Regions from separate parts of the Zea mays genome. Here all the other regions are linked to region 3. A link is a contact called in public Hi-C and HiChIP or PLAC-seq data. All regions are on one chromosome and are shown on one strand. The core of a region is the stretch at or near the end of the contact, and the rest is flanking DNA. Distances in the headings are between cores, read along the strand shown.

Region 1 (3,646 bases), core at 968-3,467, 630 kb before region 3:
AATTTATATATAAAGTCAAATACCATCTGAAGGTGAACAAGTTTTATACAAAGAGTAGGATTTCTACTGTCTAGGAGTTAGGGAAAAAGGAGTTGCAAAACTCTCTGTCAGACTTAGTGTAGAGCTGTTTCAGTTAACTGAAACTGGGCGTTTCAGCAGTTTTTGCTCTACTTTTTGACATCATAACTCTTGTTCTGTATGTTCTAAGACTAGGGGTGCTATACCAAAGTGGTAGAGCTATATCTAGAGAATAACTTTGGTTAAGTAAGTTTGGTCTTTAGCTATGTGGAATTGTGAGATACCAGGGACTGAACATGGAGGTGTGGCATGAAGCAGCAGTACTCAAGGTTTGACACCAAACAAATCAAGTACGCTTGCATTAATTTGGGCTACAATCAGTGACATCGATCTAGCAAGAAGGCCCTATCTGAGACGTGGGCATATCATATCCGCCCATAAGTATACGCCATATATATATATATAGACAGAGACGCACGCGCGCGCGCATACTTCTTCATCAGCGAACTCAATCAATATGCGTGTATACGTATACTGCTGGGTACGTACAAATATACGCCTGAAAATGGTAGTTGCATGCCCTAGGAGTCATCAGATTTGTTTTTATTTGTTGACAATTTCTGGGAGCTGCACCGGGTAGCGGTGGATGGTGTCGACCCACGGCCCGTCGGCGTCGGCTGGCGGCTTGACGCACTCCCACGCAACACTGTTGCAGTCGAAGCCGGCGCCGAAGGAGATCATCCAAATCCGGTCGCCCTTTTTCATCGCCCCCTTGGCCTCGATGTAGGCCAGTTCGTAGAGCACGGAGCTGCTGGACGTGTTCCCGAACCTGTGCAGCGTCATCCGCGACGCCTCCACGTCCTCGTCGGACAGGCCGAGGCCATGCTGAACCTCGTCGATCACCCCGCGGCCGCCTGCGTGGATGCAGATGTGCTCGAACGCCGTGCGGAAGTCCGGACGGTAGAGCCTCACCTTGGCGCGGCCTCTGAGGAGCAGGAGCTTCCGCTTGAGGAAGGACAGCGCGACGAGGAGCTGCTCCGAGGCTGGTAGGACGAGGGGTCCGAAGGCGGCGATGTTGCTCTTGAGCGCGTGGCCGGCGGTGGCGGCGAGGTCCTTGGAGAGGCGGATCCCGGTGTTGCCCTTGTCGTCCTCCTCCTGGAACACACACCGGTAGTCGGCGTCCCGAGCGGCCGTCACGGTGCGCACCAGGCGGGTGAGCCTGTACCGCGCGCGCTCCGGGGAGTTGGAAAGGATCATGGCCGCAGCGCCCATGCGGAAGAGGCAGTTGGGCAGCAGCATGGCGCGCTCCGTGCCGACGTAGTACTGCGACGAGAGGATCTCCGTGGAGACGATGAGGACGTGCGTGCCCGGCCGTGCCGTCTGCAGGAGGTTCTTGGCGAGGCCGACGGAGACGAGCCCCGCGCTGCACCCCATCCCGGACAGGTTGACGTTCTGCACGTCGGGGCGAAGCTTGTACCTGTTGACGACCATGTCGGCGAACACCGGCGTGGGCGTGAAGATGCTGCAGTTGACGATGAGCACGTCGATCTCCTCGGCCTTAACGCTCGTCCTGGCGAACACCTCGTCCACGGCGGAGAAGATGACCAACTCGGTCTCGTCGCGGGAGGCGCTGAGGCTGCGGTCTGGCGGCATGTAGTGGTACGCATCCGGAACGCAGGTCTCCTCGCCGAGCCCGGAGCGTTCGAGCAGGCGGATGGCGAAGCTGACGCTCTCCTCGTCCACCAGGTACGGCATCAGGTGCGCGTGCTCCAGGCACGTCGCGAAAGGCGCCCGGAACCAGGGCTTGGGCCGGAAGCAGCCGTACTCCACGAGGTACACGTCCTTGGGCCGGCCCACGCGACGCAGCTTGGCGACGGCAGCGGCAAGGAGCAGGGCCAGCAGGCAGTGGACCGGCCGGATCTCGCGCGCCCGCGCCTGTACCTCCTCAGGGCTTGTCCTCGCGACCACGCCGGCGGTGGCGGCGAAGACGACGATGGCGACCAAGTTATTGACGACCAGCCGGTACATGGTCTTCAGGAACTTGACATGCAGTAGCGTGTTCATCGTGCCAGTGCAACTGCGTGGTGGGGAGTACTAGTCTATATGATATGATACAAGCAGTACCGTGCGTGCCTAGCCTTTTAGGCCTTATCCTGTATATGGGTTTCGCAACTGCACGCGGGCCTGTTGTGTGTGCGCGTGTGTGCAGTGCAGCTGAAAAGAGAGTCGAGGGAGCGTATGATTTTTAAAGGCTGTGTCGAGGGTATTATGGGAACGGAGGCAAGGCCGCAAGGCAGTGCTGCCACCCAACGACTTTAATGCGATCCAATTGGACGAGTCTACAAATTCCACAACTGTATGCCGTGCAGTGCCAATCAGCCAATGTGTGTGACTGTGTGGTACAAACTCCAGCAAGACCGCCACCGGGCCACGTTGTCCTAGTCAAAACGTCAAAAAATACAGGTATAGTCAAAACGTCAAAAAATACAGGTATTCATTGCACAGGTTCAGACGTCATAGGGTAACTAATGCAGTGTTTGGTTTGTGTGACTAAAGTTTTATCTTGTCATATCGAAAGTTTAAATATCAATTAGAAATATTAAACATAGATTTAATTAGATTTAATAAATTCGTATCGTAGTTTATCCTTTATCTGTGTAATTAGTTTTTGTTGATTACTTATTTTTGACTCTTGAATGAAATAAAAAACAAGACACAACACAAATAAATAACTTATTTTTCTCTCAATTAACTCTCCACAAGGGTGTTAATTAAGAGAAGGGTGAGAGATAAATATATGAATATTGGAATGTAGATAAAGAGATTGTAACACAGAAATGTTCTAAATTACTCATGTTGCAAGGGTTAATCTTTCTCATTCCTTCATCCATTAACAATCACAATCGGACCTTCGGCACTACAGACAATAGCGCGAAGGTAAAAAGGGGCAAAAATAAGCTTCATAGGAACAACAATTCAAATTTCTTTCCCTGGAAGACGTGTCCATCTGTATGACACTATTCCTCTTTTTATAGTGCAGGAATACAACTTCTTAAAAGTTACAAACATGTCATCAAACCTATACAAGTGAGCTATGATGTCTGTTAAGGGCACCATTGTCTTTTACTTTACAGTCATACTGAGCAAGTCTTGAAGATTCAATTCCACGTTCTTTCTGACTCTTTCATCATGTGTTCACGGTGTTGAACCGAAGGTTCCAGTTTCATCTTCGGAGATAGGTTGATTACCTGACATCTTCCAAATGAAGGCAACCTTCGGGAATTTTTGGTCACTGGTTCTCAAATGTTGTGAATCATGAACAAGGCAACACAATTGTTAAGTATTAAAAACCTTCGTCTTCCGAAGCATTATCTTCTCATGGACATAATGATCATCAGACGAAGGTCACGAAACACATGCCTTCATCATCTTATAGATAAATGAGAATGCAAAAGGACGAAAACAGCAAGTGTATCCCATCAATTCATTCATATTTGCATTTCACGGAATATGCAATAATATTAACAAGAATTATATTACAATAATACCTTCGACTTGTTCAAAGGTGTTGATGCGAGGGAGATTACAAATCAGCGTGAATAGTACGGTGATACTGTTCATCTATTTA
Region 2 (3,751 bases), core at 169-2,668, 770 kb before region 3:
TCAGATCGTTTTGTAAAACTAAATTTGGCTACTATTAGAAGAAAAACAATTCTAATAGACTTTGTAAATGCCTCTTTAAATTTAGTAGCTCTTCATCCCTCCAATTTCGCTCTCTATTTTTGGATAGTATGCTTCACTCGCCATCTCTATTGTTGGTTTGCAGAGTCTGTTGGATTAGTCTACTCTTTTTTAAAAAAAAAATCTATTTTAGACACCAGCTGAATCAGTAAATTTGGCTAATCTTTTTTGCTAATCTCTTGGAATTGCTCTAACATATCTAATTTAGTTGTAGCAACCAAATGCAGGGAACAATATAAGAAGTTAAAAAAGGGACGACTGCATTTAAGAAATAATTTATGCAAAAAATAGTGAGGTCACAGAACAAAACAGCTGGATGCAAATAAAGGTGTTACAGTCTAAGCACAATGTCAATACAAAAAATGCTGCAGCCAAAACCTAGCATCATCTCATATTTCATGGTAAAACAACATGTCTATCTTATACTGGTATAAAGACTCTGGTCAATCAAAACTATCACACAACAGAAGCATCAATAGTTACCAACCCATCAAGTTCAGTGAAATCTATGAAATCCTACAAATGAATCAAGTAAAATTAAAATTTCAGGAAACTAAACAGATCCGCAGTTTATTCGGCAATGTTTGGTTTTGGTCCCTGATACGAACACAGACCTTGAGGATGGCGACATAGGGCTTCTGATTGCTGTCCTCAGGCGTGAGAAGCACGGGGTCCTCCTGCGCAATTGAACCCGCAGCAATCAACCACCGGAAAGAAAACAATTTGCGCCTCCAGAAACCCAAAAAATACCAAGAGAGCAAAAATCTGGAAGCGAGAAACGGAGGAGGAGGCTTACCAGCTCGAAGCTGTTGCCCTCGTACTCGAAGGAAGCATAGTGCTTCTTCTGCTTCTTCCCCTTGCCAGTGATCTTGACCGGGTCCCCTACAGCTACGGGCACCGCCTCCGTGATCTCCTCCTCACGGGGATCCTCCGTTTGCAGCTCTAGCTCCTCGGGCTCCTCATCCTCGCTCCCCGGGTCGCGGCGGCGCTTGGGCCGTCCCCGGCGGCGGCGAGTCTTCGTCTCGGCCTCCTGCTCGCGGCGCTCCTCCTCCTCGGCCCGTCGCATTGCCTCGAGATCCTTCTCGTCGTCCTCCTCCTCCTCAAGTTCCACTTCCTCCACGTCCTCGTCGTCGTCATCGGAGACTCCGCGGCGCTGCTGCGGCGGCGGCTGGGGCTTCCTGGGTTTGGCGTCCGAGGAGGAGGCGCCACCCGAGGGCTTGAAATTGATGGGCACGTCTTCGTCGTCGTCGTCGTCATCGTCCAGCTGCGCGAACCGGCGGCGCCGCCCCATTTCTCCGGCGGTGGTCGGAGCGGAGGATTGGTGTCGGAGTGGATGGAAATGGGGATCGGAGGGTTGGGATATTGAGATTTGGGTTGGACTTCGTGTCTAGGTTTTTCCTAGTAGCATACTAACCTTAAGAACATCTCTAAAATACTAAATTTTAGCTATTTAATAGCAAAATAACTATTCAACAGAATAATTATCTAAATCGTCAAGATATCTGGCTCTCTAAATTAGTCATCTTCCTAACCAAACTAAATTGCATATTAGAGAGTCGGTTGAGATGAGATGCTATATTATAGAGTATAATCGTTATTGAGAGATAAATAAAGAGTCAAATAAAAAGTAATAAAAAAATGAAGTGTCCTTTGAAGATGCTCTAAACTTAACTTTGTATCATCCAGCTTGAGTATTTGGGACTGCTTCATTTTACGGAAATCAACTTAGCTTCACAAACATCTAGTCAAACACTTCTAACTTCAACGACTCTTCTAACTTCAACGACTCGCCTTCACCAAAAAAATATAAAGTTGAGGGTTAACTTCACTTTTTTATAAAGGAGCAAAGTGTGCTTCACAAACACGGTTTTTCAATAACCTCATGGAGTTAGAGAGTAATTACCCATCATTGCCACCAACTACACAAGAAAAAATCTCATTTTAGTGAAACTAAAGCTATTCTGTAAACTAAACACTTTTAGAAACTCTACAACTTTGAAGCAGAGTTGCTCAACTTTAAAGCAATGTTAAACACCCTCTAAAGTGTACATCTAACATCCTCTTTGTCAAGGGCTTTAGCTTTTACTACCTCCGTTCACAAATATATGATACCGTCGATTTTTTTTAAAAATAACTTTGACCACTCGTCTTATTTAAAATATTTATTCAAAAACTTAAAATTTTAAGTCAAACACAAACTAACTTAAGCGATAAAACAAATCAAAAAATAAATTACAATATATTAATTTTTTTTGAATAAGAAGAGTGGTCAAAAAAATTAAAAAAAAAGTCAATAGTGTCATATATTTATGAACGGAGTAATTACATAAATAGCTTCTGCTCTAGCTTTTCTGCTTTTCTAGAAAAGCCAAAGTCATTATAAAAATCTATTTGACAACATGACTTTCTATATTGTTTTGCCAAATCAGCCTTGTAAAGTTTTTTTCTATGTTCAATATTATTTTGTGGTACATACGTTTAGTTTGTATAGTTGTATTCAATAAAAAAATCTATATTCAATATAATGTTTTGTGTGCGGAGCAGGGATAGGAGATACACACTGCACAAAGCCACAAACCTCGCCCAGGACAGACTTGTGTGCGCGGAAGGAACTGTTCGCCACTGATGTGTACCGCCTGTCCAGCACCCTGAGAACGTGTACGAATTTGTTATTTTGTCGCTCTCAGTTATGGACTTCTCTATTTTACCATCAGACTCAGAAATTATAAACACAAATAGTTCCACAAGTCATAGACAGAGGGTCACATAATAGCAATAGCCCACGTTAGAAGGGCTAAAATAGCAATTTTTTCGTGTACGAACGGATGAATCCTCGTTGGACGTCCCGAATTTTTTTGTATTTTAATTTTTTTCTTGAAAATGTTCACGTTCAGACCCCTATATAATTTAATCTCGTTTTTAAACTCTTTTCTCGGCGCCATAGACCGTGGCGCCTAGGTAACACGGTTCGGTGCCATAGATCTTGGCACCGAGGTGCTTGTCCGCTGGCGACGACAGTCTGACACAGCGCCGACGTGGCTAAGCTCATCACCATGAATCATGGCGTCGAGCTCCTTGTTTCAGACAGACCTTGTTTGCATGGCAGCGTCGGATTGCATTCATAAGCGCAAAAAAACTGCAGAAGACTTCACCATACATGCCGGACGAGTAGTGTATCTTTGTCTCAGTTTCGCGCCCATTTGCTGCCGCTGTTGTACTTCGCCCACGAGGCCACGACATAGCCACAACCTCCGGCACCTGCCTCTCGACCAAGCTGGCCATCGCTCTAGCCCTCCTCACCTTCTTCACCAGGAGCCGCCATGTCTTGTCCGCCTTCTCACCCTGCATCTTCGCCGTGAAATGGTTGTGCAAAAAGTTAAAAACCAAATCAGAATCTGAGTGAAGAATGTTGAATAATTAGACAATTTCCAGATTAAATTCCGAATATAAATCATGACAAAATCAGAAGAACTGAAGTAAAAAGTCAAATCAGATGATGCGTACTGATCAGACATACTGATAGATGGCGCGGGCCGAAATCGGCAGGGTCGACGACGTCGAAGCAGCGGGGTTGATGATCAGCGGAATCAGCGGGGTCGACGACGTCAGAAGATCACGAGCAGTCGCGTGAGGACGCTTCCCAAAAACCTTATTCTCCTTCTCCCGGTGCAGG
Region 3 (3,679 bases), core at 1,162-3,661:
GTGCAGTCACCACCAAAATCAATCGAAAGGAGACCACCCATGAGAGGAGTGATTTTCATCACACGATTAAACATAGATAGGTTTTGATTTTTGATGGAGACTTATGAACTGGTAGGAAATTCATTAAAGAACACATCAAGGTGGTATGCTCTTTTGATCCAATAATGATGGCATATGTGGCTTGATCATTCTTACAAACAGCACAGAAATCGTTTCAAGGAAAAGGTCCATAGAAGATAACATGTCAGTGTAGTTCCATAATGCATCATGAACAACATATGCCAAGTAGCACAACCTTGTGTGTACATTCACACGAGGCCCTCGGTCTCAATGCGGCACCATAAGTCATTAATTGTGACACCATTACCGAACATCACCAATAACAAATCCCATGAGTAACACCCCTGGTGTTACAATAACAAAAACATTGGCATGACATCATATGCATTGGCATTTCATTATGTATGTTACACCTAGAGTGCATCCACTAGTAAAAATTTCAAAACAAATTTGTGATGTGATGATTTGACTTGATTAAAGAGGTCTTTGACCCTAGGATAGGGTACTTTTCCCAAGGATTAGAAGCATGTGGGTGTGTGAGATGATAATTTGAGTATGATCTCAAAGGTTAGTGGAGATGTTCAAAAAATACTAAACTTAGAGAGTTTAAGTGCCACTTAAACCCTAGAATACTCAAAACCCTAATTAGTGTTCTATGAGGTGACTCCAATTTCTATGCACTTTTGGACCAAAGTGCATATATCAAAGTGGTAGAGTAACAAAAACTAAGCAACTTTTATATTTGGAGAGATCTAAGTTTTATGGAATAAATTGAAGTAAATTGCAAAAAGGTCCCAAAGGCACCCATATGGTTAACTCTTAAAACAGTGTTATCGGGCCATGTTTAAACCTTAACATCTCTTAATCTATAGGGATTTTGCCATGGGTCACTACAACAAATTTGTAGAGTTACTATATTAGTCCAAGTTTGATTAAAGGATTAAGCCCTAGAACTGTATAGAAACTAGAGAAAAATGGACTATAAAGTTGGACTGTCAGCCGGGTCACACACTAAAACTCGACTGTCAGTGAACTCTGATGAACTTTGAGGCCGAATTATGCATGATCTAGTGAGTATTCGATCAAGAACCCTGTAACAAAGTTGAAGCTGGTATATTGGGAAACAACTTTGATGTAGTCGGATTAGCAGTTTGTCACATGAAAATTTGAGAACAAAGCTCATCAAATCGCTCTATTAGGCGCACTAAAGAAGATCACCATGGTACAGTATCTGAAAAAGATCATAGACGTCGGGCACTTCCCCGCCGATCCCACACCGCAATTTGCGCCCGCCGGAAAAGATCACCGGCATGGATAAGCGCTGGGGTGAAAAGGTCAAGGAGGGGCAGTGAACTTGGTCTCCGGTACTGGTCCATCCATAGTGACTCACTGGCTCTATGACATGGCTAAGCCATCGTCGCCGTCGTGACCCCGGTGAGCTCAATTGTGCCATGCCATGGACCATGTATCACATCACCGTAGGTCATGTAAAACAGCCAATTACCCCCCTCCCTAGACTTTACCCTCAGTGAGCGCAACGTTTGGCAAACTCCGGTGACTCACTCGCTCGCCGCCGCAAGATCATCTCACCCAAATTCGCGAAGCACTCGAGTGGTCCCTATAAATTGAAGGCCCTCCCTGCTCTGCCTTCTTGTTACACACCCAGCGCACCACTCCTCACTTTCGATTATCCACCATAGCCCACGAATTTTTGTTTTCCCCCAAATTGGTCATCCGCGCCACCGTGTGACGTCTTGTCGTGGCCAGCCATCCACAGGTCCATTCACATCCCTCTAGTCCGCGTTTCTACAACCTTTAATGCTAGTAAAGCTCTCTATCTCGGCCGACTGAACGCTATCGCACTATAGCTTAGAGAATGTTGTGGTATTGTCCGGGAATGACGCTGCGGACATAGCTCACGTCGACCGGGCGTTCCAGGTAGTTTCCGTCTGAGTTTGCACAAGCACCATGAACCTAGTGAGCCACTCAGCCTTTCCACGTCCTTGGATTAAACTCGACTGGTTCGAGTAAGCCGGTACCGGCATGCCAACGATCCGGTTTCACCATTGCCGTGGACAGCTATGAGTTAGTGGCGCTCTGATCAAATTGAGCGCGTGAATGTGTTTGGGTTGCATCCATGGGGGTGTCCGCGTGCTCGACACTACCGGAGCACATCCTCATCGGCGAGTACGCACGACTCCGGTCTGCTATTTGCGCGGTGTGTGGCCAGGGATTTGGTTCGTGAAGAAACAGAGATAGAGGGGCCTTTATGCGAATGTCAGTGAGACAAAAAAAAACAGTATCAGGGATTCCTTAATAGTTATTGAAATCTTCAGGGACCTTTGCGCAAAACTGTATACGCGGGCGCGGGCACGCCCGGATTCCATGTTGGTTTGGGCCTGTTGGGCTGGTTTCGGTCCATCACTATTCATTGTTTCTTCTTTTCTTTTTGCCGCCAGCTTAGAAAGTTTGTAGAAAATAGTAGAAAATTGGTAAAATCATGAGACCAATTTTGCTAGACTCCTAAAATCACATAGTAATTAATAAAAATAGTTCCAAGATTTTTATCCCAAACCTAGAATTATGTAGCATTTAAAGATGCTTACACCAAGCTTTTTAGAATTTTAGAAATAATTTAGTATCTCCAAAAATGATGAAACTTTTTGGGTAGGCTTAATATGATGATTAGAGCTCCTGAGTGAAGATTGAAATGATTTGGGCACCATTTGATCAGAAACCCCATAACTAGCTTTCTAGGGTTAAATTACTTAATACTAATCATAAAAGAGTACCAAAATTAGGAAAACCCTAGTGATTAGTTTGTATCATGAAGGAAAGTTATTTTCAGGATGCAACTTAGTTTTCTTCTATTGTGTAAATGCATATTCATGACATAGCATAAGCATTCATGTACATGTATTATCATGTATAGAACACGAGGAAGAAACCGTGGTAGAAGAAGAGGTTGTCTCCGAGGCTGAAAATCCTCCAGCGGAGAACAACTTTTACTTCGACATCTGCGGAGTGGACCCTGAACCTCCTGCAACACAAGGCAAGCCCTGGTGCATTACCCCTTTCCTTGTAGTTTTAAAATCTTTATCAACTTGTATGATGCATTAGGTGATAGGAGTTGTGTGTTAAACAATTGATGTATTCCCTTCCTTGGAAAACTGATTACTATTCCTTGTTACCAGATTTATTTAAATTTTTCCGATGCTTAGCCTTGCTTTAGAAAACAAAATGTTTTGTTTTAAAACAAAGGGTGATGCTTCACACTAGATGGGGATTTTTACAAAGAAAATACTTATGATGGTGAATCCATCATGGCCGTGATGGTTTCAACATCTGAAAAGAAGTACCTCTGCCAGGTACCAAGCTTTGGGGTTTTAAGTAATAAAGACGAGACCAGGAAGGTGACTTGCACGAGAGGGGAGTCTAGATGTAGCGTCTTCGTCTGAGTCGATTAAGGACCGAGCCGATGTAGGCTTGACGATCAAGGACCTTTTAACTAGCCACATGCCTCATCATGGGTAAGCTTTGCCTCGTACAAACCAATACCAGAAAGGCCACCACGCAATGGGAGTGGAGAGATGGCAAGAGTAGCGTGTACCTTCCGTGG

Evidence for each region. Hi-C and Micro-C count contacts between places; a contact is called where the count stands out from the background. HiChIP or PLAC-seq counts read pairs in DNA pulled down with a chosen protein or histone mark.
Region 1: a contact with region 3 is called in an H3K4me3 HiChIP or PLAC-seq map of leaf, with 10 times the contacts expected there. The contact joins the promoter of LOC100501899 here to the enhancer-like site in region 3. A contact is called at or near these places in 6 of 25 Hi-C or Micro-C datasets (leaf, leaf mesophyll and tassel) and 1 of 3 datasets of contacts at active chromatin or transcription factors (leaf).
Region 2: a contact with region 3 is called in a Hi-C map of leaf, with 7 times the contacts expected there. The contact joins the promoter of LOC100285236 here to the enhancer-like site in region 3. A contact is called at or near these places in 5 of 25 Hi-C or Micro-C datasets (ear, leaf and tassel).

Annotation. Positions count from the first base shown.
Region 1 is chr8:58,570,515-58,574,160 of Zm-B73-REFERENCE-NAM-5.0, forward strand. LOC100501899 (3-ketoacyl-CoA synthase) reads right to left here and starts at 2,218. Exons shown (of 1, transcript NM_001323542.1): 1 at 586-2,218. The coding sequence starts at 2,082. The coding sequence ends at 622.
Region 2 is chr8:58,436,520-58,440,270 of Zm-B73-REFERENCE-NAM-5.0, forward strand. LOC100285236 (BAH domain containing protein) reads right to left here and starts at 1,419. Exons shown (of 8, transcript NM_001158130.1): 1 at 875-1,419; 2 at 693-755. The coding sequence starts at 1,369.
Region 3 is chr8:59,202,585-59,206,263 of Zm-B73-REFERENCE-NAM-5.0, forward strand. No RefSeq gene overlaps it. Among protein-coding and RNA genes, the nearest start is that of LOC103635243, 16 kb to the left of the region's middle. Within about 2 kb of position 2,412, at least 16 of the 20 cell types and tissues checked have an H3K27ac peak or open chromatin away from gene starts, as enhancers often do. A contact at or near this core is called in ear, leaf, leaf mesophyll and 1 more, where this site is marked.